Linked DNA regions of Mus musculus: region 1 is linked to region 2. The links are chromatin contacts, called in public HiCAR-type maps. All regions are on one chromosome and are shown on one strand. The core of a region is the stretch at or near the end of the contact, and the rest is flanking DNA. Distances in the headings are between cores, read along the strand shown. Region 1 has its middle 15 kb from the start of Gm52777. Region 2 overlaps Usp46 (ubiquitin specific peptidase 46).

Evidence for each region. HiCAR-type assays count read pairs that join an accessible place to other places.
Region 1: a contact with region 2 is called in a HiCAR-type map of astrocytes, with 2.6 times the contacts expected there. The contact joins two enhancer-like sites. A contact is called at or near these places in 2 of 115 datasets of contacts at active chromatin or transcription factors (astrocytes and embryonic stem cells).

The regions. Positions count from the first base shown.
Region 1 is chr5:74,997,781-75,001,223 of GRCm38.p6, reverse strand. No RefSeq gene overlaps it. Among named protein-coding and RNA genes, the nearest start is that of Gm52777, 15 kb to the right of the region's middle. Within about 2 kb of position 1,998, at least 36 of the 459 cell types and tissues checked have an H3K27ac peak or open chromatin away from gene starts, as enhancers often do. A contact at or near this core is called in astrocytes, where this site is marked.
Region 2 is chr5:74,049,954-74,053,511 of GRCm38.p6, reverse strand. The region is part of intron 1 of Usp46 (ubiquitin specific peptidase 46); the gene reads left to right. It overlaps Gm52817 (a long non-coding RNA gene), which reads right to left. Exons shown (of 2, transcript XR_003955934.1): 2 at 7-3,558. Among named protein-coding and RNA genes, the nearest start is that of Gm52817, 4.0 kb to the right of the region's middle. Within about 2 kb of position 1,596, at least 79 of the 459 cell types and tissues checked have an H3K27ac peak or open chromatin away from gene starts, as enhancers often do. A contact at or near this core is called in astrocytes, where this site is marked.

The DNA.
Region 1 (3,443 bases), core at 749-3,248, 950 kb before region 2:
CAAATTAAAGCCATTGCTAAACAAAACACGGTCTGTTTTCCTTAAGTAGCTTTCTTTTTGGTTAGTTAAGACTTTGATCCATACTTAAGAAGGTACGTAGATGGGTTATGTTGCTGGATTATAGTTATGGTGGCATGGTTTGTGATCTCTTGTAGGTTATAGTAAAATGTATACAAATTTTAATAAAATTAAACATCATAAACTGTAAACTTTTCTTATAACTCTTCAAATCAGATGTAGGAATGCGCCCCTGTCATACCCACATTGGAAAGGTTAAGGCATGAGGATTTGAGTTCAAAGCTAGCCCGGGCTTGGGCTACAGAGTGAGTTCTGGACTTAAACATTCAAACAGAAATCTAGTATGGACTGGAGAATTACAAGTTTATGCTGTGTTAGTTTGCTTGCTCTGACCCGTCATCTGAAGACAGGCTCACTTTAGTCTAAACTGGCCTTCACTAAATCATGCTCTTCCCGCCTCAGCCTCCTAAGTGAGGGTTGTGGAGGTGTACTGCCACACCTGGTGTAAAAGTGCCGTTTTTAGTAGAATCAATTGTAGCATGTGGTTTCAACCCGTAAGGCTGTGGCCAAATTAAACTAAAACACAGCTTTTATCCTTGCAGAACTTAACATAGGAGATGAAGTAAAACTACGGAAATACCAGGTCCGTGGAGTCCTCCAGTCAGCTGTGGGTCTCAGATGCTGTCTGTTGACATTCTTAGCCTTTTAGTTGGTGGAAGCCAGTGGTGTGTTAATACACACGAAAGGTTGTACCTGTTAAAAGGGTGTGAGAGATGGCCACTAAGTGGCTAATGATATAGGGAGCCCAGGAGAAATTGTAATTAGGCTGACACCCTCCTGCGCCCCCCCACCCCCCACCCCACCAAGTCAGTTATCCTCCATAAGAAAGTCAGTTTTTGTCTTCAGCTGTGCATTTGTGTCTACATACCACATAGAGGTAGGATTCTGACAAAAATACCCAACTCTATTTGCTTCAAGATTTTGTAGTATGCACTGAAGATTTTTTTTACCTCCATTGCTGGAATTGTTTTACATAAGATACAAAATGAAAATGGTACATGAAACAATTTAAGAGAGAAGCTTAATTTTTGAATTTTTTGTTTGTTTTGCTGAATCATCTCTATTAGAGGGACTTGGGGGGCTTTTTTTTTTCTGATACCTTATTTTCTGAATTTCTGTTCTTTTTACTGTTTTTATCCAAACAAAAATGAGAGCATTCTCAGAATTGTATTCTGCTTCTTTTTTTCTCAAATAGAGACTGCAGCAAAATGCCATCGCTGCCCACAGTATAGTTAGTATTTTAGACTCCATTGCAGAAAGCCTAAGAGAGCCCAACCTTTGTACCTACAGCCTTAGATATTGTTAAATAGCCATTCAGTTTTCTTCACATTGTGTGTGAGATGAATATTTCTTAAGACGTTTTGTTTGCTCTCCCAAAGAAATCAACCAAGGAAAAAAAAAAAAAAAACCTCAAAAAACAAAACAAACAAAAAACACCCTGTAACTCATGTGAAGCATGCAGGGTGTTGTAATTTCAGTTTGCAAAGCGCTGAGATACAATGTTGCTGAGCCAAAAGCACACGATAGATTTAATGTAGCCAATTGTGGACTTTTGAAAAAAAGAGTAACTGTTCCCTGTGAGTTAATTTTGGATTTTTTCAAAATCTCTCTTTTAGGCTTTGTGCTGGATTCTTCCAGACAAATGCGTCTTCCATGTGGGCCAGTGTTCTGCTAAATGCTCTCCGTTCTCCTTTTGCAATCAAGACTATGTTGCTAAGGAGATTTCGCTTTTATTGGTGCCATTGATTTGTGTTAATACGTTTTGAATACCTCTTGGTATTCTTCAGTAGACAAGGCCAAAAGAAAAACTTCCCCGAGTCCCCCAATTTACATGACAAACGGAGCGGTGGTGTAATGAAGCCGATCTAAAGTGGGCAGTTGAAAGGGACCCAAAGAAGGGCACTCAAGTGAGAAATGAAGAAATGCGTGAGTGCAGTCTGTAGGCTGCCTTCAGGCCAGCTGCAGGAACTGGCTCCAGCCAGAGGCAGAGTGAGGGAGCACCTCCCTCTGCAAAGACCACCCACTTTTGGAGCCCAAACTGACACACCATAGATTACCTCACTGTACAAGACCACTTAAAAGTGAGCAAGGCTCCCAAGCAGGCAAGAGATGATTCTCAGCCCCTTGAGTCCCAAGCTTACAGAGGCCTGGCCTCCTCCACGTGCCCTTTGACCTTAAGTTGCTAATGAAGTCCTCCATGAGTGAGTTCTTGTCCTCAGGACCGACATACTCACATCACCTTGGAAAAAGACTCTAACTGATCACATTTGGTTTACTCTTATATTCCTTTGTATCCCATCCCAGCTACCAAAACCCTTTCATTACTACAGCACTCAGGAGCTCCGTGAGCAGGTGACTCCAGGCTGAGCCTCAGTACATAAAAGCCCAAAGGACTGCTGTGGGGCACATATTTACACAGACTTGTTCAAACCTGTTAACATGCCAACACAGATCATGTCTTAGCCATACCTACGTAACTTGAAGGTTGTTTAGGGATGTAGCTCAGTTGATAGAGTGAGTGCCTAGCAGGCACTCAGACAGTCCTGAGCTCAATCATCAGCACCACACAAATGATGCTTGTAATCTCAGCACAGGGCAGGTGGAGGCAGGGGGGCCAGAAGTTTAGGGTACTACACAGCTGTATATCCAGTTAAGGCCAACCTGTGATTCATAAGACCGAAGTCAAAAGAATGGAAACATCATGAAAAAATTGCTATAGCCATTGGTCATGAAATACTTAGTCACTTCAAGTATTTTATAATTGTTAATTTAGTGAAAGAAAAGCATAAACTATTGGTTCTTTAATAACAAGTAATCTGGCAAGATAATTAGAGGCATCCTGTGGTCACTGGGAAATAGAAATTCCTCTCTTCACCATATCTTTTTCCTACATCCAAGATACTTGTTGGTCACTCTACCTAAAATCCAATTTTCTAAATTTTCCAAACAAAATCAGACAAGTTTTGTCAATAGTCAAAAAATACTAGCCGGGCCGGGCAGTGGTGGCACACACCTTTAATCCCAGCACTCGGGAGGCAGAGACAGGCGGATTTCTGAGTTCGAGGTCAGCCTGGTCTACAAAGTGAGTTCCAGGACAGCCAGGGCTATACAGAGAAACCCTGTCTCGAAAAACCAAAATAAAAATGAAAATAAAAAAATACTGTAGTTTGGGGTTTTTTTTCCCCCTTGTAATATTTTTACATTTAGTTTGCTTTCTAACATAGTAGTTGTGATAATATCTGCCTGGTTTGTATAGTTACAGGGCCATTCTATTACATAGAGCTAAGATTGAGGTTGGGGAATATACCTCTGCATTCTTGCTCACTACATACAAGGCCTTGGATTCAGTCCTCAGCACCGCATAA
Region 2 (3,558 bases), core at 347-2,846:
TGTTAGCTTTTTTTTTTTTTTTTTCTTTCTACTTGCATCTCTTTTACTAGAGGTGTGCCTGAGGAGCTGTTCAGACGTGTGACGGAAGACACTCAGTCTCCTTTCCGTGCTTGGCTTTGGGCAATTATTTTCAAAGTCTGTGAAAAAGTGCGTGCTTTGTCTTTATTTTCAGTCTGTCTCAGACCCGTATCTTTTAGTAAAATACAATTTTTAAAAAAGGATGAGCCAAATGAAATAGAAACCCAAAGATATGTAAAATAGAAGCCTCAAGTTGTTGTTGTTTTTTTTTGTTTGTTTGTTTTGTTTTGTTTTGTTTTGTTTTTATGACTCAGCCTGACAGATACAGAATTGCTCTGGCCACTTGTTGTGGATATGTGTTTGCACTTCTGGAGCTGGCTGGTGCTGGTGCTAACGCTTTCAAGCAACATTAAAGGACTGCTCACTCCTTCCTTCTCCCACCACCACACTCTTTGCCATGAGGGGGGACAATGCAGAGGTTTAGATTTCTGCTTTTATAATCCATACATTGCTGATTTTTTTTTCTCGTTATATTAAATATTTCTAATGGCGCCACACTGCTCAGGAAGGATGTGATTCCTAGAGGTGACTGGGCAGCTAATACTCAGGCATGGCAACTCTCTTCTCCTTTTGCCCAGAGCAGGGTCGCCTGGCTCATTGTTTTCACTGTGGACCTTGAGCGCAGAGACCAGGATGGCAGGCTGGGGCAGTGGGAAGATGAGATGACTGTGCAGTAAAACTGTGCGGAGCGGAACCACCTTCCAGGCCTTGCCAGGACCCGGCCCCTAACACCACCTCTTGGAAAAGTAATGAGATGAGAACAGATGGGGGAAGTCAGAGCCGAAGGGACATCATCCCTGCGGAGGGATCTGGGGCCAAGTGAAGTTCTTGTTCCTGGTTCCCTGTAGTCAGTGGCTGGGTGGCAATTTTGTCCTTCTCCACTCTGGGCTGGAAAACAGACATAGACTCTGCTGTTTCTCCTATGCTCCTGAATTGAAGTTAACTTGTGTGACTTTCATCAGCCAGAGCCCCCTGCAGGTGTCCTTCACCGAGTAGGGCGACTCTGTGCCACTGCGTTGTCAGATGTCCCAGGAGTAGACGCTGGGCTTCCGTGGAACAGCTGTTACATGGGATCATGTTAGGCTGCTGAGAAACATCACCCCTTCCAGAGTCACATAAGTGACAGGAACTCATGCTGTCATGTATCTGTCATGCTGTGCCTTCTTACGAATGGCTGGCTTCCTGCCGAAGCCCAGAGAAGTGCTTAGAAATGGTTCTCCGACCAGGAGCTGGAGTTGTAGAGTGTGGCCACCACTGAGCTCTGCCGGCTCAGGCCTCATGTTGGCAAGTTACTTCAGCCTCTTCAGCTTCATCATACACAGCCCTCCTTCGCCTGGGAGGTGGGGGCGGGGCGTGCCCATTGGTGATTTATTGGCAGGGAGAGTTAGGTTCAGTGTTGCTTAGGAGCCCTGAAGCGCTATGGTGGTGTTTGCGTGCTCATAACCGGGATGGCCATTCATAACACTCAGGGAGATGCCCAGTCCGCAGCCAGAAAACACTCCTGGCCGTCTGCCTGCTCCCTCCACTCACAGCTCAGGAATTACTAAAAATGTGAACGAAGCATTCTCTGGCCTGACTCGTTCGTAGTCAGCAGCTGATTCCGGAGACAGACGTGTGAGTCCCTGGCTCTGCCCTCACTGGCTCAGTGAGCTTGGCAGCTTTGCCTCAACATTTCCTTGTGTAGGATGCAAGGACTCTCTGCCTTGGGTTTGTGGGGGAGATCAAAGGAGCATACAGATGTGCGGTTCTTGGAGCACTGAGTACACACCATTCCCCATCCTTCCTCATTTTCCCAAGTTTATTCAGTGAGCAGATGTGTCAAGTTCTTTCTATGGAAAGCACTGCTAGGGGGAGGCATACGAATCAGACATAATCACTTCCTGAGGAGAGACTGGATCTTCTGTAGAGCTGGCGGGCTTCTCTGTAGAGAGCTAGTCGTAGAGTTTAGATTTTGTGGGTCATAGTATCTCTGCAGCAAGTCCGTGATCCGATTGTTCTCTCAGAACGTAGTTGCCACGATTACCTGACTGGTCACAGCGGTATTATAACAGTTAAAGTTTATATAAGCATCTGGAAGCACAGGCAGAGTAGGTCTGTGAGCGGCACATAGGCATCTAGTAGGGTGACGTGTCAACTAATAAGTTACTCTGTTACAAATTGGGATAAGTGCCGAAAGGAAACAGATAGGAAAGGTCTGTGTCTTAGGAGAAGACTGGCTTCCAGGCAGCTAGGATGAAGGTCTTAAAGCCCATGCCCACAGTGACTCACCTACTCCAACCAGGCCACACCCACTCCAGCCAGGCCACACCCACTCCAGCCAGGCCACACCCACTCCAACCAGGCCACACCCACTCCAACAAGGCTGCACCTACTCCAACAAGGTCACACTTCCAAATAGGGCCACTCCTTGCGACAAGCATATTCAAACCATGACAGTCTGTAAGAAGGAAGGTCAAGGACTATGGGACATTGCAGCCACAGGATGAGTTGGAGACAGCTGGAGAGGGAGAGACAGGGTACAGCTCTGAGGGATGGGACCATGGTCTAGACTGTTCCCTGCAAGGGTCTCTCCCCTCAGTCTGTTTTGAAGGAGTAGTGGGTGTGCTTCAGCTTGCACTTTTGCTCTCTCTAACCCAAGTCCACTTTTCCCCTCACTTCTTCCTTCCATAGCCCTATCACAGGGAGATGAGCTGCATATGACAGACGAAGACACTTTTGTTCTTCATAGTCCTGGTCATTACACCCTCTCTCTCCATGTTCCCTTGCTTTGTTATGTTGTTTGTAGTATCTAGGCAGGAATTTAAAAGTTGGAGGTGGTAAGATTGCACCTTATTTTATTGTTTAGTGATAACTGATTCATTCCTTAAAAATCCGTTCTCATTTTGCCTTTTAAAATTTAACGTAACTTTATTACTTGGGTAAAGGCTTGGACACAATGATGAAATGCCTTTTTTTCCTTCACATGTCCTGTTTCTGCCAGCTCCACAGATTCATTTCCTCCAAGCAGGTTGCATGCCCTATAAAGGTTTGCTTTATTTTGTTTTACTCATGTGTATGGTTATGTTCTAGCATTGTGTGTCTGCACCAGGTATGTGCCTGGCTCCCAAGGAGGCCAGAACAGGGAGTTGGACCCCCTGGGATTGGAGTTACAAAAAGTTGTGAGCCTCCCTCTGGGTGCTAGCAATCAAATCCTGCTCTTCTTGAAAGAGCAGCCAGGGCTTTCAACTGCTAAGCCATCTCTCCAGCCCCTGATGAACATTTTGTATAAGAGGACTGGGATGTTTTCCCTTTCAGAGGATGCCTCTGACATAGGGGTGCTCCTGTATCACACCAATGTCGTCCCTAATGGATGAGCTCTGATTCAATGAGAGGTCTGGTCTCGAAAAATATGGTGGAGTGACTGAGCCAGACAGCCAGCATCATCTTCTTACTTCCATATGTTGGCACACACCCACATGTACATGTATGTAGATACACACA